Regions from separate parts of the Mus musculus genome. Here all the other regions are linked to region 5. Evidence: chromatin contacts called from public HiChIP or PLAC-seq, Micro-C and promoter capture Hi-C data. All regions are on one chromosome and are shown on one strand. The core of a region is the stretch at or near the end of the contact, and the rest is flanking DNA. Distances in the headings are between cores, read along the strand shown.

Region 1 (3,615 bases), core at 107-2,606, 840 kb after region 5:
TTAAATTTCCCCTTTTAAGCGGCAAGGCATTTTACTGGACTCTAGGAAAAGGTTTGTGGGGAGCCCATATAGAGTCTTAGAGGCCCCAAGGAGCATTAGACTAGCCCAACATGCTCCCTGCAGATGAGGGGCCAGGCCAGGAGAAAGAATGTGCCTTAACTTGAGGAGTCACAGAAAGCCAGTGTCCAAAACATACCCGTCCTGGTATTTCCCAATAGTCTGATGTGAGTTCTCCTCTGGTTGGAAGTCAGGAGAGGATTTTGGAAGTCAAACATAATTGAAAGTTTAAAACATTCGCAAGGAAGCTAATATGTGTCTTGCTTTTGAGAAAGTATCAAAATCTAAAAATGCCAATAGCAAACCTTTCCTGGGAACTCATTTTGTACTTAGGACACACAGGGGGTGGGGGGAGCATTCACTCAATGTGCAAAGCAAATCCGTCCAATGGTTATGAAAGTACAGGGTTGCCAGAATAAAGAAATGTGGTCAGTTTTTGTCTTAGCATCCTCACAGGAGTCAGCTCTCTCTTGTCACCACATGGGTCCCAGAGATCAGAAGTCCAAGCATCATGACCCCTGAGACAGCACACTGGCCCTAGTTTAAATGTTATAATACACCTCAGCTGAGTGGTGGTGATGCATGCCTTGGATGCTCCAAGTGCATCCCAGCACTTGAGAGGCAGAGGCAGGAAGATCGCCTGCCTGAGGCCAACCTGGTCTACAGAGAGAGTTCCAAGATACCCAGGGCTACATAGAGAAACTCTGTCTCTAAATAAACCAAATAAAATAGTAAGGGTTTTTTGTTGTTGTTTTGTTTTTGTTTTTGTTTTTGTTTTTGTTTTTGTTTTTGTTTTTTAGATATCTCATATACCAAGGCACCCTGACACAAGCCTGGGAGAATCATACTGCATAAAGGAGACAATTGAATCTTAAAGAACTCAGGTCTCCAAAGAGCTTTCTGCCAGTTAGTGGAAGTACCAGCATCGGGACCTAGCTGTAATCTTGGGGATCCATTTTCTCTATTCACCAGCTTCACAGAGACCTTGTGAGGAGCAACCCAAAGCACACACACTGAAGACATCCTGTCAACGCTGTAAAGAATTTAACAGCCTTGAGAGGTTGTCATGTTGAGATCCAAGTTGTTCTGTTTTCCTAAAGTTCTGCTCTGGTTTTTAACAGCAGGATCCCAGAGCCAGGCAGTGACAAGAAGGCTGGGTCTCTCTGCTGAAAAACATTTTCCAAATAAAAGATTTGAGTGAGCACACGCTTGTTTTCCTTGGGCAAATCCCAACCACCCAAATGTTTAATTGGGTGGGAAAGTTTTGATTCTGCTGGTCATTATTGGAGGCAAATGAGGAACGTGGCGCCTTGCTCTCTGACCCCAGCGGGAGGAAGAAAGCCTGAGAACAAATTGGTGCTGTGCTGCCTCGCCATCCCGGAAGCGGCAATTAACTTTGAACTATATGTTGCTCCGTACATCGGCCACTGCTTTATATGGTCGTCGTCACGTGAGTGTTGCCTGCCACGTGTTCTCTGCTTTAGACTTAAGAGAATTCCGAGGGGAGTTTCCCTAGACTTTCCTTCAACAGAGGCAGTCATTTTCCTGAGGACACAAATGCTCCTCATCCGAGTCCGAATCCACCTTCCTCTTTCTCTTCACTACAGTGATTTATCCCAGTGTTATCGTTGAATTGTGTCCCTTCTGGGTTCCCTTTCCCTATATTGAAAAGTGGAGTGGTGGGAATAATGGCTTCTGGTAAAACAGCTCCCTCCCCACTTCCTATTGCAGTTACAAATTCCCCAACTTCTCTCAGCACATCAGAGAAGGACCTGTGCTCACTCGCTTCCTTGCTTCTTTCTTTCCTGAGGCTACACAGGTTTCCTCTCATTTTGATAGCATGTTCCCAGGCACTGGAAGATAGAGACACAGTTCCTGGTTACTATCAGTGCTCGTTCTCAGCTGTATCACAACGGCATCCCTCTCAAAATCCAACTAGGAAAATCAGTCTCAGGATTCTAGAAATGTTGCTCTCTTAGCTCACCAGCTAGGCCTCTTTTCCCTTAAAAATAACATACTGAAGAAGACGGAGATGTTGCTCACGACCCAGCCACGTGGAGACTCTTCAATGATAACTACGAAGTGTCTCTTCAGCAGGCAAAGAGAATAAAAACACTAGTCTTATACAAACTCTTAGGTTTTTCATAACTCATTAGTCTAGCTCCTGATCCCAAACACTGCTGAATAACCATATTCAAAAATAGCTTTCAAAGGAGTCAATTAAGGTCCAAGGGATCAGGATGTTTTTCAACATCAACTGTCTTCATAGAAGGTTGTGATGGTTGCAGACAAAAGGAAGCCTGAGAGAACACGAGGAGGAGAAGGCAGAGACGGCCATCCACAAGCCAACAGGAGAGGCAGCCCAGCCCACACCTCCATCTTGGATTTCTGGTCTCCTGAACTGGGTCAGAGGAATGTCCGTTTTGAAGTCACAAACTACCTCAGCTCTAAGAAACCTGGCTGACATGCCAACTGATGTGAGCGGACACTGATCTCTGTAGGGAAGAAAGTTTTGTATTTGCTAATGAAAGGAATAGCACATAAAACCATCACCACGCTCAGAGATTTTCTAGTCTGAAGGGAAACCAGGACTAGGTTTTTGACTGCGAGAAGCACAGAGCTACGAGGGTGCTGGTCCTCTGTGGCTGGCGTGTTCCAGCTAGGGAGCCAAAGCTTATGAATATCTCCTGTAAAATAATCGACCAAGTACTCAGGTGGGGGGTGCAGAGCCTAGGGGCACCCAAGAGCAATGAACCATTGAGTGAGAAAAGGGGTCAGGGGTCCTGCTGCAGAAGAGACCACCCAACTTGCTCTGAATGACAAGCAGTTGCTTCCTGGGCCATGGTGAGGACAGGCTATTCTAATCCTACCTGGGCCCTGAGTGACCCTGGCTAGCCGTGGCAAGTTCTGTGAAAAAAAGGAGTGGGTCAGAAGAAAGGCAGCTGGGACCAGGTGACAGGGAACGACAGCTGAGCAGAGGGACCTGCAGAGCTGAGCTTGCCCTCACACACAGATGCTAAAGGTCTCCAGCAGGATTCTGCTCATGTCTCCCCTCTCTCTCTTTCCCCAGACCTGGCCTTTCACAGTGATCTGTCTTCATTCTTAACACAACTTATTTCTCGTCACAACTGCACTGTTTATCAACAAGCTTCGGGCTTATCATTTATCAACAGGATAACTAGAAGTTTTCCAGAGGAGCAGACCTGTGAGCTAGTCCACACAGGGCCTTGAGCCAGGGACAAGTCATGTCCATTTTCAGTTCCTCAGTTTCTTCAGCTTTAAAACGAACCCTACTCACCTGTATTCATCCCCTTTCCTTCCTTTTATGACAGAACTGCCACTGGAGACTGTAATCGAAAGCTTCATTTGCAGTTAAATATGGTCATGTGACTAAGTCCAGTTCAGGATGTGTTAACTTTCAGAGGTCATGTCTTAGAGACATGCTCAGTACTTACCATGCCCACAGATCGTTTACCTCCTACTCCTCTTCTTCCTCTTCCTCCTTCTTCTTCTCCTCCTCCTCCCCCTCTTCCTCCTCCTCTTCTTCTTCTTCCTCCT
Region 2 (3,577 bases), core at 620-3,119, 910 kb after region 5:
AAGGACTTTTCAGAGAACTACCCAGGAGTGATCCCTCCAACAGTACAGGGATGAAGGATGTGGGATGCAGAGCTGAGCAAGCCTGGGATATGGAGGAAGAGGAGCTCAGAAAAAGACAGCCTCACAGAGGGTGTAAGACCCAGCTGGGGCCTCTCACAGGCTAAAACCACTAGGGTTTCTCACCACCTCAGGCTGGTCTGCCCACTAGTGACTAGGGCTGGTCTAACCACTAGTTACCAGGGCTGGTCTGCCCACTGATCTGCCCACTAGTGGCTATGGGGATCTGAGATGTTCTAAAAGCAAGATGACAAGGAACAGGGACAGGAAGGGGAGGAAAGCATGGATTCTCTCAGCTGCTCGCCCAGCTCCTCTCTCTACCAGGCACCTGTGACTGGGTCCTCTGTGTCCTTCTAGTCCACGTACACTTAATACCAATGTGACTTCCTCGCTTCTCTGCCTAAGAAATGTGTAACCCATTTTGTCAGGTCCAAATCCCACCCCTCCTCTGTGAAGTCTTCCCTGGCTTGCTCACCATCTACTCACCCTCACGGCCATGGTCTCCACACCCTTAGGTGTTTGTCACATGCGGCTGGCCCAGAGGACAGCTTCATGACTTTAAGATTGTAGTCACTCTAGTACAGGTGGAACACGGCCACTGGCCACTGTGTAAATCTCCCTCTCTCTCTCTCTCTCTCTCTCTGTGTGTGTGTGTGTGTATGTGTGTGTGCGTGAGTGTGTGTGTGTGTGTGTGTGTGTGCGTGTGTGTGTGTGTGTGTGTGTGTGCGTGAGTGTGTGTGTGTGTGTGCGTGAGTGTGTGTGTGTGTGTGTGCGTGAGTGTGTGTGTGTGTGTGCGTGAGTGTGTGTGTGTGCATGTGTGTGTGTGTGTGTGTGTGTGTGTGCGTGAGTGTGTGTGTGTCCCTCTTTGTCTCTCTCACTGTCACTCTCTCTCCTTCTGCATGTGTCTATTAGTCTATCTCGCCTTCCTATCCCCCACTATTTTTATAGTCATTTTTACAAATTATGTCATTTCTATTTCATCACTATGCCCTAAGTTCAGTATTTGTTTCCCACTTTGAAAATGAGGAAATGGGATGAAGAGCTGGCTCAGTGAGTAAAGGCAGGCTCTTGCTGTCGAGCCCAGCAACCAGAGTTCAAACCTGGCCCCACACAGTGAAAGGAGAAAACTGACTCTCTAAAGTTGTCCTCTGACTGTCCATAGGCATGCCACAGTATTCCTGCATGTGGATACAACAGAGAGAAAGAAAGAGAGGGAGAGAGGGAGAGAGCGAGAGGGAGAGTAGATAGACAGACAGACAGACAGACAGACATGAGGCAATTGAGACGCCAATCACTGCTGTGTAAGACCTGGATCCCTCATATTCCCCAACAATAGAAGGTATTGAGCACAGTAGTAAATGTTGCCATCCACACTGACTGAAGAGGAGAAGAGGGCATCCATGCAAGGAGAGACTAAATATGGTGGTTTCATCTTCCTGCAGCTATCTCAGAATATCCCTGCACAAGTACAGAAGCAGACCCTAAAGATTTGAGGAGTTAATCACAGGGGCATGAAGACCTGTGGAAGGAGTGTGGGGCTAGCCTTTGGTACCCACACAGGTACATTTCCCTGACACTGGCGGGCATTCCTCTCCATACCCCTACCCCTGGCCCACTTTCTACCCTGCAACAGAAGTCTCTCTATCCATGTCCTCAGAGACAGAAGGAGCACCAAGCAAGCCTTGGCATTTCCTGGTTGTGCTCTCCCAATTAAGTCAAGAAGCCAACCGCAGCCTCCTTGAGCCAAACTAATTGCATCCTAGCAGGCTGCTGCCTGCCAGCTTTCGCCTAGAGTAAGATTTTATGGGCCACTTAGCCCCACGCCCAGGTTTACAGTGGAAACACTGACAAAGCTTCACTGATAAGACTACGGAGCACACAGGAGACCAGAAACCTAGTAATTTTCCAGATTCCAGATTCCAAATCCAGCCTGGATTCTAAGGTGCGGGCCAAGAGGGCCCTGGCGAGAACGGTGTGCTTCCCTTCCACCGTGCTCTGGAAAGGCAGCGTGGTACCTTGCTGGGGCTCTAATGAGTGTCTCCCTCAGCACCAGCTGGTACCCACTTAGCTCACTCATCCTTTGCACTGTCCAAAATTCATTTATTTGTCCAATCAATCAGCAAATGCTGAGCTCCTGTGTGGATTCTGCTGAATGCTGAGGAGAAAGACTACCCTGTTAAACTACAACCATTAGCTCGGTTCTTTCCACCTGGCATTCATTGAGTGACTGGATCCCTTCAAGCAAACCTCATGTTGTGCACAACTCTGAAGGCCAGCCATTCACATAGACTAAAACCACACCAAGGGTCTGCTAGTGGTGGGACAGGGAAAAATCAAAATAAGGAAGAGTGGGGAGGCGGTCTGGCAGTGACTAGCACTTGCTGCTTTTCCAGAGGACCTGAGTTTAAGTCCTGGGTCAGAGGGCTCATGAGCAACCACCTATCACTCCAGCTCCAGGAGATCAGTAGCCATGAATCTGGTACACATTCACACAGATGCACAACATGCATCTAAATAAAAATAAAACTTTAAAACACAAAATCAAGCAAAATGAACCAGGCATATCGGCATGGGAGCTAAGGCAGGAGGCTTTTTTGTTTTTTGTTTTTAAAAAGGCTATATAATAGATTCTGTCTGAGACAATCTAAGCAAACAAACAAGTGACCAAAACAGAGAGGGAAAATGCTAAATTATTGAGTCTGCTTTAGAAGAATAAACATTCAAAATAAATGAGGTAGTTGGAGCATTTAGCAGTTTGCCAGTTGTCTTGGGACAACTTCTAGTTTTCCTTTATCAAAACAAAAAATGAAAACGGATGTAGCAACACCACTGTCTAATTTAAAGCCTTATTCCTCGACCTTGATTCTGTTGGGGCTTTGCCTCTGTTGTAGGAGGCCTGGCTGAGCCGTGTGGGAAGCTCCCCAGTGTTCTTGACTTCTCCCCATAAGAGGTCAGTGGAGGCGACTTTCCAACCATTGTAACAACCGAAATGTGCAAAGAATTTGCCAAATGTCCTGGGGAGGTTAGGGTGAAGTGGGGGGGGGGCAGTAGAGAAGAGGAAACCCAGCCCTAGTTGACAGCCCTGGTTTAAAGCATGTCTCTCTCTTCTGCAGCTACAACCTTTCTTTGCTCAGTTGCGACCTTCCTTCAACTTCTAAGTGAAATCACAATACTGGTTTTCCCCTCATACGCTCACCATCTGACTACGCTTAGCTCCCATCTCTCCCAACTCCTTCACACCTTTACCCATGCACAGACATCACCCATGCAGGCATCACCCATGCAGGCATCACCCATACAGGCATCACCCATTTAGACATTACCCATAGAGACATCACCTCAGCTCCACCTACCATCTTGTCTCAAGACTCACTTGGAGATCTGGACTGACTCACCTCTACCCAAGCAATCCAGGCAGCACTTTCAAATGAACCTCTGAATCCTTTAGGCGTGTAGGAATATCAGTTCTAGTAAAATCATTAGTTTATATGTCTGTAGGAAATGTGGGGATAATAATGCT
Region 3 (4,035 bases), core at 637-3,136, 990 kb after region 5:
GCCATCTTTAGAGATTTTTGACATGTTCCAGTTCAGGGCTCTGCAAACTAAGAACTGCCCAAAGTCCTTTTGGATAATAAAATTTTGTTGGAACACGGCCACATTCGCTGGTTTACATTTGTCCATGGCTGCCTTTTCTCTCCAGAGCTGTGTAATGGCAAATGAGACCTTGGACTCGATGCTAAGATTATCCCCTATGTGGCCTTTTACAGGAAAAGTTGGCCAGCTCTGCTCTTAAATCAGCAAAACTGGAGATCAGTCTTACGGTGTGTGAAGCTTGCCCCTAGCACAAAGCCATCTTGACAAATTTTCTAGGAAATCTGGCATTTCTAGGTCTCACTTATATAATGTCTTCAATCTAGTGGATAAGTGTGCCACACAGTAAGATGGAGAGGCCACCAACATACCATAGAATAGTTTATAGCACACGTTGAAGACGTTACAAATGCTTGATCAGGACGGTAGATGTTACTGCTTTCCCTCTGCCTCTCACGTTTGTTACAACAATGAAGAACACAGACATGTGCCATTGTCTGCCCCATCCCTCCATGTCCAGAGCTTGAAATGTGGTACTGACTCCTGTAAATGGTTTTCCAAGACCCTTTCCCCTCAACAGTCCCCATCATGGCTGAGGAAGCTGTGGGGGAAAAAAATTGAGGCCATGGCAAGGCCATCTGGTACCTTTTTGTCCTTCTCTTAAGGGAAATTGAGACCTCCATGAATCTTCTGGTCCATAAAGGTCTCCCTCACTCCTTATCATATATGGTGAACTATGTGTGTCCTCACTTCAGGGCTAGTATCAATAGAATCCCAAAAGATTGAAGGCATTCACAGAGGTCCATAGGTATATCTAGCCAGCAGGGCCATTGGCACAGGTTCCAGGCTGACACTCTCAGGATCAGAGATGTGGACTGAATTAACATCAAGACTGGATACTTCATTCCTCCTTAGAATGGGGAACAAAATACCCATGGAGGGAGTTACAGAGACAAAATCTGGGGCTGAGACGGAAGGAAGGATCATCCAGAGACTGCCCCACCCAGGGATCCTTCCTATAAACAGCCACCAAACCCAGACACTATTGCATATGCCAGCAAGATTTTGCCTACCAGACCCTGATATAGCTGTCTCTTGTGAGGCTATGCCAGTGCCTGGCAAATACAGGAGTGGATGCTCACAGTCATCTATAGGATAGAACACAGGGCCCCCAATGGAGAAGCTAGAGAAAGCACCCAAGGAGCTGAAGGGGTCTTCAACCCTATAGGTAAAATAATATTATGAACTAACCAGTACCCCCTAGAGCTCATGTCTCTAGCTGCATATGAAGCAGAAGATAGCCTAGTTGGCCATCATTGGAAGGAGAGGCCCTTGGTCTTGCGAAGATTCTATACCCCAGTACAGGAGAATGCCAGGGCCAGGAAGCAGGAGTGGGTGAGTTGGGGAGCAGGGCAGGGGGAGGGTATAGGGGACTTTCAGGATAGCATTTGAAATGTATGAAGAAAATACCTAAGAAAAAAGAGAAAAGACTGGAAAGACGTGATGGCAGTATGGGGTGCAAGCAGCCATCATCCCAACCTTTCAAATTACAGTCAAGCAGGAAAGACAAAAGTGATGAGTGGAAATGTTGTAACATCCCAGCATGTTATGACACACTCAGATATGAATGAGAACATATAATTGGGGATCCAGCCTTGCTCCACTCAGGAATGTATATGTAAAATAAGAAGGACATACAGCCAAAAAAATTTCAAAATGCAAAAGGCATGACATTACACTCTTAATTTTAGTTTAAATTTTTTAAATTATGTGTAAGTGGAGCCTCCCTCTGCTGAAATCAGGATAAGACACTTATGTTCTCAAACTTGCCAGGGTCTGATGCAACTGTTTATAGGCCACATGTGCAGAGCCTCTCACGAGAAACTATCTGGATGGATATAGAATTGTGGTTCTCTGTCCAAGGTGGCTCTGCTGGTTAGCAATGGACACAGACGTAGCACGCCTAGGAAGAGGGCATCCCAGCTGAGAAATTGTCTTCATTAGCTTGGCCTGGGGGCATGTCTATGGAGCAGTTTCTTAAATTGCTAACTGATGGAGGCGTGCCTAGGCCACTGTGGGCAGTGCCAGCCCTGTGCAGATGGCCCTGGGTTGTGTAAGAAAGCAGCTGAGCAAGCAGAGGGAGCAACCCAGTAAACAATATTCCTCCGTGGCCTCTGCTTCAGTTCCTTTCCTCGCTTCCCTCAATGGTGGGCTGTGACCTGGAAGTATAAGCCAAAGAAACACTTTCTTCCCCAGTTTGCTTTTGGCAGTGTTTTAGCAATGAAGAACCAAACTAAAAAAGTGAGTTACAAGTACATTTCCCCCCCTTATAACTAGTCCTTTATAATAATATTTTCCAAATACATCAAAAAGCAGGTATCATTGAGATACCACTCTTGCCATCTCAACAGCTCTTCCAGCTCAGCCCCTTGACAAGAAAAAGGCCTTAAACCAGTGCTTCTCAACTTTCCTAATACTGGGCCTTTTATACAGTTCCTCATGTTGTGGTGACCTCAACCCTAAATTTATTTTCACTGCTACTTCATAACCGTAATTTTGCTACTTTTATGAGTTGTAATGTAAATATCTGATATGCGGGATATCTGATATGTCAGCCCTGTGAATGGGTCATTTGACCCCCAGAGGGGTCACAACTGACAGGTTGAGAACCACTGCCTTTAACAGAAAGCAGATACTACGACCCCTACAGCTACAGGCATCCTGGCTCCTGGTTCCCCAGCTATGGGTCTTGAGCTGACTGCAGCTCACTTCCTCCCATATGTAGAGAGAATGGTCATCCTATCAAACTCCCATGAAAAGACTTACCCGACTCTCAGACTCTCAACAACAGTACCAGAACTCTAGGAAAGGGAAGCTGTTGAGGCACTGCAAAGGCGGCATGTAGAAAGATGTGCTGCTTTGAATAAGAACAGCCTCCAGTAGCTCAGATATTTGAATGCTTGGTCATTGGTGCTCCCTGACAGAGACTAGGAGGTGTGGCCTTGTTGGAGAAGATGTGTCACTGGGGGATGAGTTTTGCAATTTCAAAAGCTCAGGCCAAGCCCAGTCTCTCTCTCTCTCTCTCTCTCTCTCTCTCTCTCTCTCTCTCTCTCTCTCTCTCTCTCTCCCTGCTGCCTACAGATCTCGCTGTAGAACAATTGGCTCCCTCTCCAGCACCATGTCTGCCTGCATGCTGCCTTGCTTCCTGCCATGACTATATTGGACTAAACCTCTGAACCTATAAGCCATTCCCCAATTAAATGTTTTCCATTATAAGAGCTGTGTGGGCTGTGTGGTAGTGGTGCGTCTTCACCTAATATTAGAACACCTAACAAAGACAAAGGAGTCAGCTGTCTAGGAAGCACGGTGCCCATGCTTGGCCTTTTCACAAGCTAGTAAACACTTCTGCTCTTGGCTTCATGATTACCATGACGTTATTAAGCACCCCATGGACCGCATGTCATGTGAAGATACCCTCTGCACTGGGCAGACAGGATGCTCAAGCAATGATTGAAACCTAGGAATCAATAAAGAAATAGCCATTTCTCAAAAATAAAGCTGGCATTGATTTTTTTTTAAAATAAAAGTAGGTGGTTTGTTTGAGCCACTTGTTTTCCAAGGACATAGAAGGCTGGACACTGAAAAAAATATGCCCTTTGACCTCTAGAGTCTCAGAATCTAGCTGTACAAAACTCTCTGTTTTGCCTCACTTGGTAACAGACTTCCAGGTGCTATAGCACTGAAGCCATCTCCTGAACCAAGGACATCATGGCTAGGTGCTCGGTGTCCTGTCTCTCTGCCCATCCAGCACAGGTTGCTTCCTGGGCAAAGCAAATCCTGAGATGAATGCAAGCAGGTGTCCTTGTAGAGTCCAGCTGCCAAGGTCCCTGTACCCATCCATCCTTTCTTAGCCCCGTGCACATTGAGTTTCTCAAAGCCCTTGCTAATTCCAGCCAGAGCAAATGTGTGGACCAACAGCCTGACTACCTTTGCCCTGAA
Region 4 (3,713 bases), core at 848-3,347, 880 kb after region 5:
CTTGAACGGGCTGGAACTTTTGCTCCTAGCTCTTTGCTAGAAAATACAGAGATCTGGTGCTTAGATTGTTTCGATCTTATGCAAAGGAGAACTGGCTGCAGATGTGAGTGTTGGCTCCACCTTACAGACTGAAAATTCACGTGGTTGATCCTAAGACCTGTGGATGAAATGCTCTAAGTTCTACGCAGCAACCTCCTATTCAGAAACTCTCATCAAAACCTAGCAGAGGAAAGCATTCTGCTTGTGGTCGGATGCCAGTGCACTGAACTACTAAACGCTGGTGGACTCTGAAGTATGTACTCTTTTCTACAGATCTCTATGCAGATGGTTCTTGCCATAAGAAAAGAAAAATATTGCATTGTGCATTTTTAATAGGCTCATTGGAAAGCCACAGCACACCACTACCGCAGAATTTAACTGCTCTTTAAAGAGGACGATTTGCTCAAATGGATGCAAAACACCTCCCCCCCATGTCCCCATGTATCTTACAGAGGACAGATATGCTGACACCAAATAGAAAATAAAAGCAGCTCCTTGCCAAGACTCATAAAGTTAGCACCTTCACATCCATAGACAGTGTTTACTGAAGCTGAGAACTCACTGAAAGCTAGTAGGGCTGTGCAGAAGAAACGAGAGCTCTGCTCCCGCTCGCCTCCATCTCTCTGCCTCTAGGGCAGGTCAGATGAGACCAACTCCTTTGAAACAGCACATTTCAACAGTTCCATGGTCTCTGGAGAGCACCGAAGGGCCTTTCTCATGCTCTCAAGAGTCCAATTCTCCTGAAGTCCCTGTTCTTTTTTTTTTCCCAGAGTCCCAGAAACCAACCTGCTTCCGTCTCTTCTTTCAACACTACCAAGGTCCCCTCTCTCTGTGGGGTTCTGACCCTGCATCCTCCATGCTGCCTGCTAAGATGGCCTCAGCCTTCCAGGTCCACAGCTTCCTGCCAATTGCTGCCCTCAAGTGGAGTCTTTGGTTCTTCTGTTAGTTATTTAATGGAAAAGAGTTGGGATCTGAAATGTCCCCCAAAGGTTTATGTGTTAAAGGCTCAGCCACAGCTATCTCTGTGAGGTGACAGTATCATTAAGAGGGTCTAGTGGGAGGCCTCCTGGTCACTGGGAGTATTACTAAAGGAGATAGTGAGTGGCACTCTGCCACCACCTCATTCTCTTTGACTTCTCCCCCATGAAATGTATGTCTGCTCTGCCTCACACACCACACCATTGTGTGCTGGCTCACTGTGGGCCAAAATCTCCTAAACTGTGAGCTAAAGGAGCCATTCTTCTTCCCCACTGATTATCTTGGGTTTATCTTTGCAGCCATAGAAGGTCTGCATGGTGACTAAAGCAGCTTGACCTTAAAGAGAGAACAAGAAGAGAAGAGGCCGCTGCAGCTGAACAGAAATCAGGGGTAGGGACAGTCTGTGCACGGACCCACACAGCCCGTGCACGGACCCACACAGCCCGTGCACGGACCCACACAGCCCGTGCACCGACCCACACAGCCCGTGCACCGACCCACACAGCCCGTGCACGGACCCACACAGCCCGTGCACGGACCCACACAGCCCGTGCACGGACCCACACAGCCCGTGCACCGACCCACACAGCCCGTGCACGGACCCACACAGCCCGTGCACGGACCCACACAGCCAGTGCACCGACCCACACAGCCCGTGCATGGACCCACAAAGCTCGTGCATGGACCCACACAGCACCTTGCAGGTTCATGCAGAAGTGTGAAATTCTTATGAAAGCAAAGAAAAACCATTGAGTGATTTTATTTTTAAAGCAGAAATGCAAAAACATTCATGAAAGTCATTCTTAACGTCCAAATGGAAGATAAGTGAGGAGATTGAGAAACTGTGGCAATTATCTGGGCTGCTTTGTTAAGAAGGTAGCCCTGTCCCTGAAACAAGAAAACAGAGATAAAGATGCTGAGCAGAGGTGTCCCACAAAGACACAAAGTCAAAATAGTTCACTCCTGGGAGAGAATTTATCTGACCCAGAGTGATCTTCCCTCCTCTCAGGACTCCCAAGTCCAGGGCTTTGAAACAGAGGAGCATCAAGAACTAGAGGCCAGAGATGTGCATTCCCTGCATCCAAGCCTGACTGGGCTTCTGTCTCTGTGGCATGTTTGAGGTCCCCTGCTAGTGCTCTCCAGGGGGACAAGGGGCAGTTCCATTTTGTTGTGCAACAGCTCATAAATCCAGGAATCACAAACAAAAGGGATTCTGTTACAGGTAAATACAATTTGAAATCCAATCTCTGTGAGGACTTTATGTTTGTCATGAATTTATAAATTGTTGAAGTAATTAACAGGGCATAAAACAGGCTTCCTATCCCGTTGGGAAAGGCCTTCCTGAATGCCCCCATTGTCAGCTGTGCCCTGGGGATCTCGGGGCCGGTGCCCAGGGTGACGCTGGGTGTGGGAGAGGGCTGGGGGACTGAACGCTGGGGGAAAAACGCCTCCATTCATAGGAGGTCGTTTAATGGGCTTATTTTGGGTGGCTCAGAAAATGACACAAAGATTTACCTCCTTGGCCCTTCCCTCCATAAATTAGGCCCATGGCCTGGAGGACAATTAGGACCTTCCTCTGCCTTTAAAATCAGATGCTCTATGGGAACAGCTTTCTCATTTGCAGTAACTGCATGTGTTTGGGGCCCTTTCCCACTTGGTTTTTCCATTTGTTCTCTCTCTCTCTCTCTCTCTCTCTCTCTCTCTCTCTCTCTCTCTCTCTCTCTCTCTCTTTCTCTCTCTCTCTCTCTCATTCTCTCTCTCATTCTCTCTCTCTCTTTCTCTCTCAAACTTGTTGAACACCATATAGGAAATAAAGACCCCAATTCATGAACAGCAGTCTGCCTTCTTTCTGCCACATAATATTGTCTTGAAGTCTCACATGACTGTTGGAATTGATCTCTAACACACCAGTTCCTAGCACCCTGGGCAGGGTGCCTCCTTCCAGGGTTTGCAGGCCTCCCAGAGAGTCAATAAGCACCATTTCCTTGCTGCGTGCTTCTTCTGTGCTTTCAAATTAAGAAATACTTCAGGTGAGCAAAAATGTTTAACTAGTATAAATAATATACGGACCCACTCCCCAGCAGAAAAAGGCAGGACATTATAGGTCCAACTGAAGCTCCCCGCCGGCTCCCCTTCCAGTTTTGCAGACAGTAATGTGGTTAGAGCGAACTTTGACCTCTGTCTGGGCTGGAAGGACAAAAATCTGAACATGCAGGGCCCACAGTTGTAATCCTCCTGCTTCAGCCTCTCAGATGCTGGGATTCCAGCTACGTGTTAGCATGCCTGGCTAAGATGCACTTCTTCAGAAAGTCCCAGCTTCAGGCATTTTGAGCTATTACTAGTATTCTTGTCTTAGACCATGGATTAAGATAAGAAATGGAAGCAATAGTAATAAAAGAAGCATTTACTATGCAGATACTGTTTAAGTGCCAGGCACTGTTAAGATTATTTGTAAGTACTATCTCATTCTCATTGGCTTTCTCTACCACCCTATAAAAATTCAATTAACCCATTTTACTGTAAATTAAATCAAGGCCTACAGAAAATAATTAACTACTCCGCAGTTGTAGCTCTGGTAAATGATACAAGTAGAATATCAATTCCAAGGCCTGCGATCTTATTTTACACTTGACTCAAGATCAAATGTCCAAAAACTGAATAAATGTTGGCATTCAGTATTTTTAAATGATTTTTAT
Region 5 (3,696 bases), core at 374-2,873:
GAGATGGCTCCGTGATTAAGAGCAACTAGTGTTCTTGCAGAGGACCCAGATTGGGTTCCCAGCACCCACACAGTGGCTCCCAGTCATCTGTAACTCCAGTTGTAGGGATCTAACAGCCCTCCTTGGCCTTTGTGAGTGCTTCGAGCATATGGCACACAGACATACATGCAGGCAAAACACTAGTCTGTATAGACTGATATAGAATACTAGATAGAATAATCTTTTTATAAAAACTAGAACCAGCTGCATCTAATTCCAGCTCTCGAGAGGCAGAGGCAGGCAGATCTATCTCTGTGAGTCTGAGGCCAGCCTGGTCTACATAGTGAGTTCTAAGACATATTAGGGCTAGAGAGAGAGAGAGAGACCCTGTCTCAAACAAACAAACAAACAACAATGCTAGAACCATTGAGCCATTTCCACCTCTGTATTATAAAGACCCTTGGAAGAAATGTGCATTTGTATGCTATGTACTGTGCTCCAAGCTTGATACTAAGGAAAATGTAAGGGAGGGTCCTGACCCTTCAAGTGTTGATTCTCTTGAAGGAAAAAAAAACAAAAAACAAAAAACCAGCTCATAAAAAAGTAATCAACTTTAAAAATCATATAAAACCATATAAAAAGTATTCAAAGGGAAACATCAGATTCCTTGAAAGTCAAGGCCAATAATGCTCAGGTATGCCGGAGGCCAGCTGGACTAGGAAAGAGGCGGGCAGGCTTGGCTTTGGTTACCCACGTTCAGAACTAGTAGTATTGGCTCAACTCACCGAGCTCCTCTGTTGTGCAAGCTTTGCTGCAGAAGCACATGAGAAAGAATCAATTATATCTCCACCATGACTGCCTGGGGAGAAATATTTTGGTGTCTGTAGTTTACTCGCGGGGAAATTAAGGCACAGAGACATAGGATTCTAGAACAGGGGGTCTGGCTCTGGAGTCTCTTTTTTTTTCGGGGGGGGGGGGGGTGGAGGGGAGGTTCGAGACAGGGTTTTTCTGTGTAGTCCTGGCTGTCCTGGAACTCACTCGGTAGACTAGGTTGACCTTGAACTCAGAAATCCGCCTGCCTCTGCCTCTCAAGTGCTGGGATTAAAGGAGTGCGCCACCACCGCCCAGCCCGGAGTCTTTTACACCGTAGGATCTTCGGAATCTAGCACAATTATCCGGTGCTGAGCGTTAAAAGCAAAACAACAACCAACCTAGCTTTCCTTGAAAATTGAATTTTTAGGATAATCCAATTCAAGGCTGAAATTTGTAAATAAATAAACAAGTAAATAAAGAAAGCATTTTAGTATTATAGACCTCCCACCGATCCTCTCCCCACCTCTAATCAAAGGCCAGCAAGAAAAAAAAATTTTATTTATATGTTTTTTTTCCTCCCCTTTTGTGATGCTTTGGAGTTTCTGAACGCTAGGGGCTCCCTGATTCTCTGGTTTGAGAACAACTTTTTCTTTTACGATTTTTTTTTTTTTTTTTTTTTTGGAAAAGGGGTGGGGGAAATGTGGCCTTAATTATCCTACGTTTTAGGCAGCTTAAGGAAGGGGCTGTGCTTTCTGAATCTTGTTGGAGCCAAGTAAGGAGGTCCTTCTCCTCCCCCCTCGCTTTTTAAAGGCGCTCGTGAAATATAAGCTCAGAAAACAAACCGAGCGATCACAGCGGCAGCCCGGGCGGCAGCAGCAGGAGGAGGAGGAGCAGGAGGAGGAGGCAGAGTTGGAGTTGGGCAGACGCTGAGGAGAGCTAGCTGCAGGACGCTGCGGAGTTGCAGGGCTCCGCGCTGCTCCATTCATTAAGTAGCTGCGGAGGATCGTGGCGGGACGCCGACGCTGCCCACTCGCAAACTCCAGCACGCAGACGCACGCCAGCCGGACGCGTCCGGGGCAGCACAGTTCTGCAAAAGTTCCTGCTCGGGATTTGGCTCTCTTCCCCTTGGACTAGCGAACAGTTTGGGGTTGAGAGGAAAGCAGAGGCGCCCAGAGGGGAAACCTACCCGCGTCTGCAGTTGGAACTACTCCGCCGGGCTGCACTCTCGCCGCCGCGTCCCGAGCCCGCATACCCGCTCCTGAGCAGCGGCGGCCCGCATCGCCCCGGGAGGCTCCCCGCAGCCAGCGCCATGCAAAGCTACAAGTACGACAAGGCGATCGTCCCTGAGAGTAAGAACGGCGGCAGCCCGGCGCTCAACAACAACCCGAGGAAGGGCGGCAGCAAGCGGGTGCTGCTCATCTGCCTGGACCTCTTCTGCCTCTTCATGGGTGAGCGCAGTCCCACGGGTCCCACCCAACCCCTTCCGGGCCCCGGGCCCCGCTGCGCTGTCAGCCCCCAGGGTCCCGCAGCCATCTCCCCCACCCCCGGGCGCCGTGCTGGCCGCGAGCTCCCCGCCCTCCCGGACCCCCAATCCCCGGCCTGCGAATTCAAGTTGGGGCGTGCTTGTGCTTTCGCGGCAGCTGGAACCACCTCCTTAGGGGTGATCTCCAGCTGGGAGTCCGGCCCAGCACCTCGGAAGGTGTGAGCTCGAGCTCCAAGATATGGAGGAAACCTGTGGCTCTCTGCTCTGTATCCGAGTCAGATGCGAGTGAGACCCATCTCGGTCTCCGAGCAAGGCAGGCTCCTGCCGGAGTGGCGCTGCTCGTCCCGGCTGCATGTAAACATCCACCCCTTCCGTCGCGCTGCCTTGCAGGGCCAGTCGCGCTAGCCGGCCTTGTCACTCGCTACTCGCTTGGCTGAAAGCCCCAGAGGGTGGAACGCGGCTCTACCGGGCCAGGTGCTGGGCAGCGAGGAGCACATCACTTGTTGAGCGCCTACTGTGTGCCAGTTGATAGGCCGCTTCCCGGGCATCAGCTTTAAACTAGCTCACTCCCTGACTTGTGCCGGGAGGCCACTGAAAGAAAGGCTGCCTGCCACAGTCTTGCTTGGGGGCCACAGTGGAGCTACACTCCCTCAAAGTTGAGGCGCTAGCTCAACTATTAGAACAGATGCAAGTTTCAGCTGAAAGAGCGGTGGGAGGCTCAGGAATTGAAGTGGGAGAAAAAGGATTTATTAAACGGGGGGGGGGGGGGAGCAATTGACATACATCCAGGGTTGAAGTAAAAAAATAGGACTTTTTCCTTTAAAGCGACTTTTGATGTAAATGTGTGGAAAACTTGTCACCAAAGCATTGCCCCTCTGCCACCAGCTGGGTGTGCCACCTAAGTACCCCCTTGGCCTCAGTATCCTCCTCAGTTGAATGAGTGGATTCAAGTAGATGGTCTGTGAGGCCCCTTCCTGCATTAAGAACTCGGATGCCGTCCAGGAGCCGCTCTGCCAACACGGCTAACGGAAGAAACATCTGTGTTCCCAGTTAAGTTCCCCCAAAATAGAAAGAACTCCTGCACGGAGGCTTCATCCTTTTGGAAGGGGGTTAGCCGGGGCAGGCTGTGGCGACCTGGCTTAACTTCCTTCATTGAAGACTCTTAGGCAGTGGCCTCTTGTTCTTGCCGGACTACCTTCCTTAGAATTCTGTGAGACGATGGGTTTCTTAGAATTTAAAATTAAGAATGGCCCTCTTGTGATAGGGACAGTTGGAGGGAAGATTACGGGCTGTGAAAGGCCAGGGGGCTTACAGTAGTAGTTATGGAGATCCAATTCTCTGCTCAGATCCCAGGCGCTCAACCTTAGGATGCTATTCAGAGGACTTGTCACTGGGGGGCCTGCCTTCCTGGTGGCGGCAGG
Region 6 (3,518 bases), core at 151-2,650, 810 kb after region 5:
GGAAGTGTCTCACCAGTCAGACTTCAAACAGAAAAAACAGCCACTGTACTGATCTTGTCACAAGCTTAGGTTCTTCAGACACGACATTTTAGAGTAGACGGCAATGGGTATTTCTGAATGAATGAATGAATGAATGAATGAGTGAGTGAATGAATGTCAGGGATAGCAGAATGTATGATAATAACAATCCACACTGAAAAGCACTCTTGGAAGGAACCCTTACATCTGTTTTCCTCTCTTAAGCAGCCTTGTGACATAGGTGACATAGGTATACTTATCTTCATTTTGCAGAGGAAAAAAAAAAAAACAAACCTGAAGCCCAGAGAAATAATTGATCTTGGCCAAATTTCTACCACAAGAAAATAGCTCTCCAGGACCTGGGCTTCCTCAGGGCAACCACAGCATTTGATATTACTGTGGACAGAGACTAAAACTCATAGCTGATGCTAAAGAAAATGTCACAGGAACTAAGATCACACATCCTGAGTCCTCCTCGAACTCCATCTGCCATCACCCCATCTTCCTATGGCAATGGGAGCTGTATGGAGCCTCCTGCATAAAGGCTGGCCTCATCTTTTTAAAGTCTGAGGTTCTGAATCTTAAGCTGTTTAAGAGCCTTGTCCTTTCAAGTTTAACATTTATTAAAGGGGTTGAAGTGGGGGCAAGTCTTGTCACTCTTGAAATCTAGGCCTCATTACTCATGTTTCTCCCCTCCAGAAGGAAGTCATCACACTTTTTTTTTTTATTATTAATAATGCTTCTTGGCTGGGCTTGTTGAGAGCAGTCAGCAAGCACCTCAAGCCTCCAGCGCAGCCTGGCTGCTGTACGGCGAGCAGGACATGGGAAACTTTTGTTTTCATTGTTTTAAGCATTCACTTGAAAGAGAGTCATCAAACAGGCTTAGGGCAAAGTATGCTGTGATCCCTGTGTCAACGAGGGAGGGGTTCTGTTTCCAACCTGAGTTTGGCACAGGGAGGGAGGGAGGGACCTTAAAATGCTGAGCTTACCACAGTTGCCATGACATTTGGACCAGAGAGAGAGAGAGAGAGAGAGAGAGAGAGAGAGAGAGAGACCTTAAAATGCTGTTTACCACAGTTGCTATGACATTTGGACCAGGTAGATGGTTTTCCCTAAATTTCAGTTTTCTCATCTATAAAATAGAAATTAAAGAATTGACCCACCTAAAAATTTTATCCCCAAGACATACCTGGTGCATTAAATATTGCATACTAGCCTAAGGATTAAAAAAAAAACAAAAAACAAAACAAAAACAACAAAAAAATTAACCTAGTGTGGCAAACTTATAATCCAGTCCTTGCTCTCTGCTCTGAGTACTCTCATGGTCTCAAGGTGTCACTCATGTTCTAAAGAATCATAGCCACCCCCTCTTCATCTATCATTGGCCTCTGCCCTTCTGTTTTACTGAAACACACCCTGCAACTCTTGTTTGACTCATTTCTTTAACAGGCGTATTTGCCTGGGACCTGTGTGCCAAGAACTTGCTAGGCACTTTGACAGCACTTTTACTTTAATTTCCAAGAGTCCAGTAGGAAGATATGATTTGTCAGTCAAGCATTAGCAATAAAACATGGTATCCATGTTATTCCAGGCTGGAAGAGTCATAGAAGGCTTCCAGGAAGAGGCATGAACAAATTATTAAAGAGTCACAGAGATCCAAGTTCCCGATAAAAGAGACCAGGGAGGAGAGGGGTACACAGGAGAGCCTTATGCTTAAAGGATGGAACAGGAAGTGTCTGTGTGAGGAGCGACATACTTCATCCTTCATCGCCAGGAACACAGGCATGGAGAGACAATATTAGAAAAACAGGCAGGCAAGGAAGCCCAAGTTCACTTCCAGAGCTGAAGACTCCAAGTGAGGAAGGCATTGGCCTTCAAATCCATGCTGGGCAGGGACAATAGAAGGCAGGGGGGATAAACCCATCTGCCACTGAGTACCACAAAGAAGACCACCCTGCATTCACTCAGATCTGGAGGAGTCCTTCCCCACTCAGGAGCCACAGAAGGCAGGAGGGTAGGGACTTGACTAGGGGCAAAGGAAAAGGCAGCTTGACCTCTGAAGTGACTTTGCAGTCTCTACTTTCCTGAGCACAGCAAAGGAAAATAAATCATGCCTCACGCAGCAGGGGCCGGCCTTGCTGCATGATTGTCTAATTAGGTTGTAAGATTACACCATAGGCCTGGTTACAGGAGGCCAGCAGGGATCAAATCCAACAGCATCAGACCAGACAAGAACAAGCAAGACCCTGCTCCAAATGAAAACAGGAGGGATGAAAAAGCCACCCCTCCAGGTCCCCACCCCTTGTCACCCATCACCTTCACATTAGAGTTTGATGAGAAATTGAGAGAACAAAAGACAAATGATCTGCTAGGATTTTACCCTCCATTTCCCCTCTGACAGGGGTCTCTGATTACTGACAGAATATGTTGCAAAAGAACCAAGGAAATAGACAACGACCATAAACACAATTTGCTTCCTTATTAAACATCATTGCAAAATAATTGCTATGTATAAACACAGCACTAGCTACAGGAGTCACAAAGTGATTAGGCATGGTCGTTTCTCAAGGAGTTCATGGCCAAATAGGGAGGATGACTCAGAAACCCAGAGTAACTGGTGCTGTGGAAAGGTTTTCCGTTCTTATTGATTAGGTTGATTTTAAGAATACACAGGCAACATTCAAAAGTTGTCCCAGAAGATAATGGTTTAAGATGAATCTTAAAGGTAAGGGGTTACCTCCCAATTACAAAAGAAATCATTAGATATGTACTCACTGATAAGTGGGTATTAGCCCAGAAACATAGAACACCCAAGATACAATTTGCAAAACGCAAGAAAATCAAGAAGAGGGAAGACCAATAGGTGGATACTTCATTCCTCCTTAGAATAGGGAACAAAATACCCATGAAAGGAGTTACAGAGACAAAGTTTGGAGCTTAGATGAAAGGATGGACTATCCAGAGACTACGCCACCCGGGAATCCATCCCATAATCAGCCACCAAACCCAGACACTATTGCATATGCCAGAAAGATTTTGCTGAAGGGACCATGTTATAGCTGCCTCCTATGAGGCTATGCCAGTGCCTGGCAAATACAGAAGTGGATGCTCACAGTCATCTATAAGATGGAACACAGGGCCCTCACTGGAGAAGCTAGAGAAAGCACCCAAGGAGCTGAAGGGGTCTGCAACCTTATAGGTGGAACAACAATATGAACTAACCAGTACCCCCAGAGCTCATATTTCTAGCTACATATGTAGCAGAGGATGGCCTAGTCGGCCATCACTGGGAAGAGAGGCCCCGTAGTATTGCAAACTTTATATGCCCCAATACAGGGGAATGCCAGGACCAAGAAGTGGGAGTGGGTGGGTAGGGGAGCAGGGTGAGGGAAGGGTATAGGGAACTTTCTGGATGGCATTTGAAATGTATATAAAGAAAATATCTTAAAAAAACCAAAAAGGTAAGGGGAACTTAATCAGACAATGAAGAAAAGGGCTGC
Region 7 (3,578 bases), core at 695-3,194, 860 kb after region 5:
CAAATGATGAGGGGGAAGCAGAGACCTGGGGGCCAGAGAGGCCAGTTCAGGATCAGATGTGGGACTTTCAAAACCTAGTGCAGAATCAAAGTGCAGGGTCTGTGTCCAAAATGGATTAAGGATTTCGATGTAGGAAGAGTTGTCCATTAGAGGAAGCATGGGCTTCTCATGCAGGACCTGGGTGGGCAACTGCACAGGTTGCTGGCCTGGGAAACCAGTGCTGGAACTGGGAAGAATCCAGGCTAAAGCATGTGCTGATTCTGTGACCTTGGACAATGTCATCAACCTTTTCTTGGGCTGTTTTTTTCTCTGAAGAGTAAAAAATAATCCCTGTATTATAGGCCTGTTGGTTTCTTGGAAAACAAGTGCTGTTATAGCAGATTACCAAAAACTTCCAGGCTTCAGTGATGGAAATTTATTTGCTCACAGTCCTGAGGTGAAAAGCGTGAAATCAAGGTGTTGGCAGAGTTGGTTCCTTTCTGAGGCTCTGATGGTAAAAAGAAATCCCATGTCTCTCTACTGGGTTCCAGTGACAGTGAGCGATCTCGGTAATCCTGGACCTGAGGACTCATTCCTCCTGTCTGCCCTCATAGCATCTTCTGTGCTCCATATACATGGAGACAGTGTGTATGTTTGTGTATGTGTGAGTGTGTATGTGTGTGAGTGTGTAAGTGTGTGTATAAGTGTGTGTATATGTGTGCGCGCGTGTGTGTATGTGTATATGTGTGCATGTGTGTGCGTGTGTGTGTGTGTGTGTGCGTGCGTGCGTGTGTGTGTGTGTGTGTGTATACTATCAATAAGAACACCAATAGATAGAAAAGGATGACTACTGGTTGCAGCTGGATAAAAGAGGCAAGTGATGTTCTATATCGCTGCTATAGAACTGTGTATAACAATAATTATTTCCCAAAAATTTTGCTGCTAGAAAGGAATTTGAGTATTCCTAACACAAGCATATATATCTGAGGTGATGAATATCAATCGCCATGGCTTTATCATTACATATTATGCACATGTATTGAAATATCACATTGTTCCCCATAGAAATATAGAATTACTATTTACCAATTTAAAATGAAAATTGATTAGGGATGCTGTATCCATGAACTCTCAATAACATGGAACTCTGGGGGAAAAAAAAAACGCATAAGGGCAATACCAGTTGACATGCCAAGGTGAATAGGGGAAAATCCACATGATCCCCCACCACACACATGAAGAGGTACAGGTACCAGAGAGAGGAAGAATCTATCTCCATCAGAGATAACTCCCTCATAGGTTGTCCAATCCCAAGTAGTCAGCCATGGAGACATGTGTACACACACACACACATGCACATGCACCACATGCACACACACACACACATACACACATACACACACAGATATATAAACACACACACATGCACACACACATGTGCACACACACATACATACAGGTCTCAGGATGAGTTGGGAGGGGGAAAGGAACACAGTACTGAGTGATGGATGCAGCTCTCCTGTACAAAGTTCTAAATTTTAAAAGAAAAACTTGGAGCTGCTGGTAAATGTGGGTTGATGTCTATGTGTGGCCTGTCATCAACTTACTGAACTTGACTCAGGCATGGTAGCAGGCCCTGGGGACAGAAATAAAATCATACTTTTGTCTATTTTTGATATGGCCTTTGTAAAGCTTCTTTGCTTTTACCATGAAACTAATTTAAGGTTTTTGGTAAATAGCGAAGGCAAACAAAAGAATGGAGCAGACACTGATGGGGCTAAAACTTGAGGCTTTGAAGCCAGCCCAAGTGGGTGTAACCCCTGCACATACACCCACCTCAGCCATGTCAAACCAGCTCTCTGATCCTCTGATTTCTTCCCTGTAAGATAACTGCAATAGGCTCCTGTCTCAGTGGAAGAGGTTTCTATAAGGTAACACATGAAGCAGTTGGGAGCACATCTGGAATTCGAGGGCTTACAACAAAGACTGTCTCGCCTTGCCTAGCCTCGACTCGCCTTGCCTTTCCTCGTCTTGCAGATGGTGTTTTGGAGAGTCCCAAATGTGTTTGCGCTCTGCTGTATGTGACATTACTGCTTCCTAATTTGATGTTCATCAGACACCAACAGGCTGTTGTTTTCTGGGTTGTTGCTGGTTGTTTTTTCTTCATCAATTCAAGCAAGATATTTTCCTCCTCATGTGGTAGCTGGAAAGAAAAGCAAGAAATATAGACTGCAGTGAAATTGGGAAGTCTTTCCTGTAAAAAAAAAAAAAATCCAGCAGATTTATCACAGATGTCTGGCTCACTCATGGCCTTCTCCTGAATTCTATTAAGAATAATAACAAACAATCAGGAAACTGAACCCCAAAGCCCAGAAAACAGTGTTCTGGGTCTTTAGCAAAGTGGGGTCATGTACACACACAAGGGACCTGAGGCCTCTAGGCACTTGTTGGTTGCTGGGACAAGGAAGTGGGCAATTACTGAGCACCCCTGCACCGGATCCACAGGGCTTTTTCACAGTCCTAAGCCTTTTAGATCCTCTCAAAGATCCTTAGATTTCTAAAGTAAGAAACCGGGGGGCGGGGGGGGGGGGCTCAGAGAAGATGGATGCTGTATACTGGAGTTCTTGGGTAGGGAACTGCATCTCAATCACTGGGCGAGCTTCCTTGAACAGAGGTTACCATTCTGCAGGTCATCAGCAAGACCACAAGACAGGGATTATTTTGGAGGGGTCGGATGTAATTCCAGTGGGTGTCCTCTACTGTTGCAGGTTCCAGCTCCACCCAAGCCAATCATGCAGCAGATAGCAAGCTATTTACATGCTCTGAGTCTCTGTTCTTACCTCTGTTAGTCGGGAATGTAAGACTCCATTGGTTTCAGCCAGGGTTAGATATGCAGTGGGTGTTTGTACCACAGCACATAAGGTGCTTGTGTTAGCGCCTTCCCTCATTGCCACAACAGAATCATGTAAGGAAAAAAGAGCAGATTTGGGATCAGGAGTGTTAGTTGGTTTTTGTCAATTTGATGCAAACCTAGATATATCAGGAAGGAGGGAATCTTAATTGAGAAAATGCCCCCTTAAGATTCCCTTGTAGGCAAGTCTGTAGGGCATTTTCTTGAATCATGATTGATGTAGGTGGGCCCATCCCATTGTGGGTGGTGCCATCCTTGGGCAACTGGTCCTGAATGGTATAAGAAAGCAGGCTGAGAAAGCCATGCTGATCAAGTTAGTAGCAGCTCTCCTCCATGACCTCTGCATCAGCTCCTGCCTTGAGTTCCTGCCCCGACTTCCCTGGATGAAGGACTACAAGCTGTAAGATGACATAGGTTGCCTTCAGTGTGGTGTTTCATCACAATAGAATCCCTAAACTGAGACACATGGTTTCAGATGGTTTAGTCTACCATGGAGGGGGGAAGGCACAGCAGAATTCATGGCAGTTGGAGCATGCCAATAGAGGAGCCAAGAGGCAGAGAAAGTCAGTGAGTCAGCAGTTGCTCTAACCTTTAAGCCACCCTTAGTGACCTGCTTCTACCAGGCAGGTTCTGCTTCCTGAAGACTGCATGGTCTTCAAAACAGTGCTTCAAGCTGGCAACTAAGCTT

What was found. Promoter capture Hi-C pulls out the DNA fragments that hold promoters and counts their contacts. Hi-C and Micro-C count contacts between places; a contact is called where the count stands out from the background. HiChIP or PLAC-seq counts read pairs in DNA pulled down with a chosen protein or histone mark.
Region 1: a contact with region 5 is called in an H3K27ac HiChIP or PLAC-seq map of heart atrium, with 20 times the contacts expected there. The contact joins the enhancer-like site here to the promoter of Plpp3 in region 5. A contact is called at or near these places in 15 of 39 promoter capture datasets (the 3T3-L1 cell line, 3T3-L1-derived adipocytes, the C10 cell line and 11 more), 1 of 15 datasets of contacts at CTCF or cohesin (the NIH/3T3 cell line), 15 of 115 datasets of contacts at active chromatin or transcription factors (craniofacial prominence, embryonic basal ganglia, embryonic forebrain and 12 more) and 1 of 9 other capture datasets (embryonic stem cells).
Region 2: an H3K4me3 HiChIP or PLAC-seq map of embryonic limb bud shows a contact between it and region 5, with 12 times the contacts expected there. The contact joins the enhancer-like site here to the promoter of Plpp3 in region 5. A contact is called at or near these places in 6 of 39 promoter capture datasets (cranial neural crest, frontonasal cranial neural crest, hippocampal neurons and 3 more), 1 of 15 datasets of contacts at CTCF or cohesin (stem cell-derived epiblast-like cells), 10 of 484 Hi-C or Micro-C datasets (cardiomyocytes, cerebellar granule neurons, cerebral cortex and 6 more), 16 of 115 datasets of contacts at active chromatin or transcription factors (the NIH/3T3 cell line, T-cell acute lymphoblastic leukemia, craniofacial prominence and 12 more) and 4 of 9 other capture datasets (adipose tissue, embryonic stem cells, liver and 1 more).
Region 3: a contact with region 5 is called in a Micro-C map of palatal mesenchyme, with 4 times the contacts expected there. The contact joins the enhancer-like site here to the promoter of Plpp3 in region 5. A contact is called at or near these places in 13 of 39 promoter capture datasets (the 3T3-L1 cell line, 3T3-L1-derived adipocytes, the C10 cell line and 7 more), 1 of 15 datasets of contacts at CTCF or cohesin (the NIH/3T3 cell line), 14 of 484 Hi-C or Micro-C datasets (the 3T3-L1 cell line, MC3T3-E1-derived osteoblasts, the STO cell line and 8 more), 11 of 115 datasets of contacts at active chromatin or transcription factors (the NIH/3T3 cell line, craniofacial prominence, embryonic basal ganglia and 8 more) and 2 of 9 other capture datasets (adipose tissue and embryonic stem cells).
Region 4: an H3K4me3 HiChIP or PLAC-seq map of embryonic limb bud shows a contact between it and region 5, with 15 times the contacts expected there. The contact joins the enhancer-like site here to the promoter of Plpp3 in region 5. A contact is called at or near these places in 10 of 39 promoter capture datasets (the C10 cell line, HPC-7-derived erythroid cells, cranial neural crest and 7 more), 2 of 15 datasets of contacts at CTCF or cohesin (large pre-B cells and stem cell-derived epiblast-like cells), 9 of 484 Hi-C or Micro-C datasets (cardiomyocytes, cerebellar granule neurons, cerebral cortex and 5 more), 15 of 115 datasets of contacts at active chromatin or transcription factors (the NIH/3T3 cell line, T-cell acute lymphoblastic leukemia, craniofacial prominence and 10 more) and 3 of 9 other capture datasets (adipose tissue, embryonic stem cells and pancreatic islet).
Region 6: a contact with region 5 is called in an H3K4me3 HiChIP or PLAC-seq map of craniofacial prominence, with 10 times the contacts expected there. The contact joins the enhancer-like site here to the promoter of Plpp3 in region 5. A contact is called at or near these places in 15 of 39 promoter capture datasets (the 3T3-L1 cell line, 3T3-L1-derived adipocytes, the C10 cell line and 10 more), 3 of 15 datasets of contacts at CTCF or cohesin (the NIH/3T3 cell line, embryonic stem cells and large pre-B cells), 4 of 484 Hi-C or Micro-C datasets (cortical neurons, nephron progenitors and uterus), 18 of 115 datasets of contacts at active chromatin or transcription factors (the NIH/3T3 cell line, craniofacial prominence, embryonic basal ganglia and 11 more) and 2 of 9 other capture datasets (adipose tissue and embryonic stem cells).
Region 7: a promoter capture Hi-C map of the 3T3-L1 cell line shows a contact between it and region 5, with 37 times the contacts expected there. The contact joins the enhancer-like site here to the promoter of Plpp3 in region 5. A contact is called at or near these places in 9 of 39 promoter capture datasets (the 3T3-L1 cell line, 3T3-L1-derived adipocytes, cranial neural crest and 4 more), 4 of 484 Hi-C or Micro-C datasets (the 3T3-L1 cell line, cranial neural crest, embryonic stem cells and 1 more), 14 of 115 datasets of contacts at active chromatin or transcription factors (craniofacial prominence, embryonic basal ganglia, embryonic forebrain and 9 more) and 1 of 9 other capture datasets (adipose tissue).

What each region holds. Positions count from the first base shown.
Region 1 is chr4:105,993,230-105,996,844 of GRCm38.p6, forward strand. No RefSeq gene overlaps it. Among named protein-coding and RNA genes, the nearest start is that of Gm30266, 54 kb to the right of the region's middle. Within about 2 kb of position 1,357, at least 9 of the 459 cell types and tissues checked have an H3K27ac peak or open chromatin away from gene starts, as enhancers often do. A contact at or near this core is called in heart atrium, where this site is marked.
Region 2 is chr4:106,065,357-106,068,933 of GRCm38.p6, forward strand. No RefSeq gene overlaps it. Among named protein-coding and RNA genes, the nearest start is that of Gm30199, 9.3 kb to the left of the region's middle. Within about 2 kb of position 1,870, at least 22 of the 459 cell types and tissues checked have an H3K27ac peak or open chromatin away from gene starts, as enhancers often do. A contact at or near this core is called in adipose tissue and embryonic limb bud, where this site is marked.
Region 3 is chr4:106,142,840-106,146,874 of GRCm38.p6, forward strand. No RefSeq gene overlaps it. Among named protein-coding and RNA genes, the nearest start is that of Gm30126, 21 kb to the left of the region's middle. Within about 2 kb of position 1,887, at least 13 of the 459 cell types and tissues checked have an H3K27ac peak or open chromatin away from gene starts, as enhancers often do. A contact at or near this core is called in 3T3-L1-derived adipocytes, adipose tissue, brown adipocytes and 1 more, where this site is marked.
Region 4 is chr4:106,038,169-106,041,881 of GRCm38.p6, forward strand. The region is part of intron 5 of Gm30266 (a long non-coding RNA gene); the gene reads right to left. Among named protein-coding and RNA genes, the nearest start is that of Gm30266, 8.8 kb to the right of the region's middle. Within about 2 kb of position 2,098, at least 12 of the 459 cell types and tissues checked have an H3K27ac peak or open chromatin away from gene starts, as enhancers often do. A contact at or near this core is called in embryonic limb bud, where this site is marked.
Region 5 is chr4:105,155,724-105,159,419 of GRCm38.p6, forward strand. It overlaps Plpp3 (phospholipid phosphatase 3), which reads left to right and starts at 1,624. Exons shown (of 6, transcript NM_080555.2): 1 at 1,624-2,240. The coding sequence starts at 2,102. Gm29838 (a long non-coding RNA gene) reads right to left here and starts at 948. Exons shown (of 2, transcript XR_376486.3): 1 at 1-948.
Region 6 is chr4:105,967,706-105,971,223 of GRCm38.p6, forward strand. No RefSeq gene overlaps it. Among named protein-coding and RNA genes, the nearest start is that of Gm30266, 79 kb to the right of the region's middle. Within about 2 kb of position 1,401, at least 14 of the 459 cell types and tissues checked have an H3K27ac peak or open chromatin away from gene starts, as enhancers often do. A contact at or near this core is called in uterus, where this site is marked.
Region 7 is chr4:106,013,482-106,017,059 of GRCm38.p6, forward strand. No RefSeq gene overlaps it. Among named protein-coding and RNA genes, the nearest start is that of Gm30266, 34 kb to the right of the region's middle. Within about 2 kb of position 1,945, at least 3 of the 459 cell types and tissues checked have an H3K27ac peak or open chromatin away from gene starts, as enhancers often do.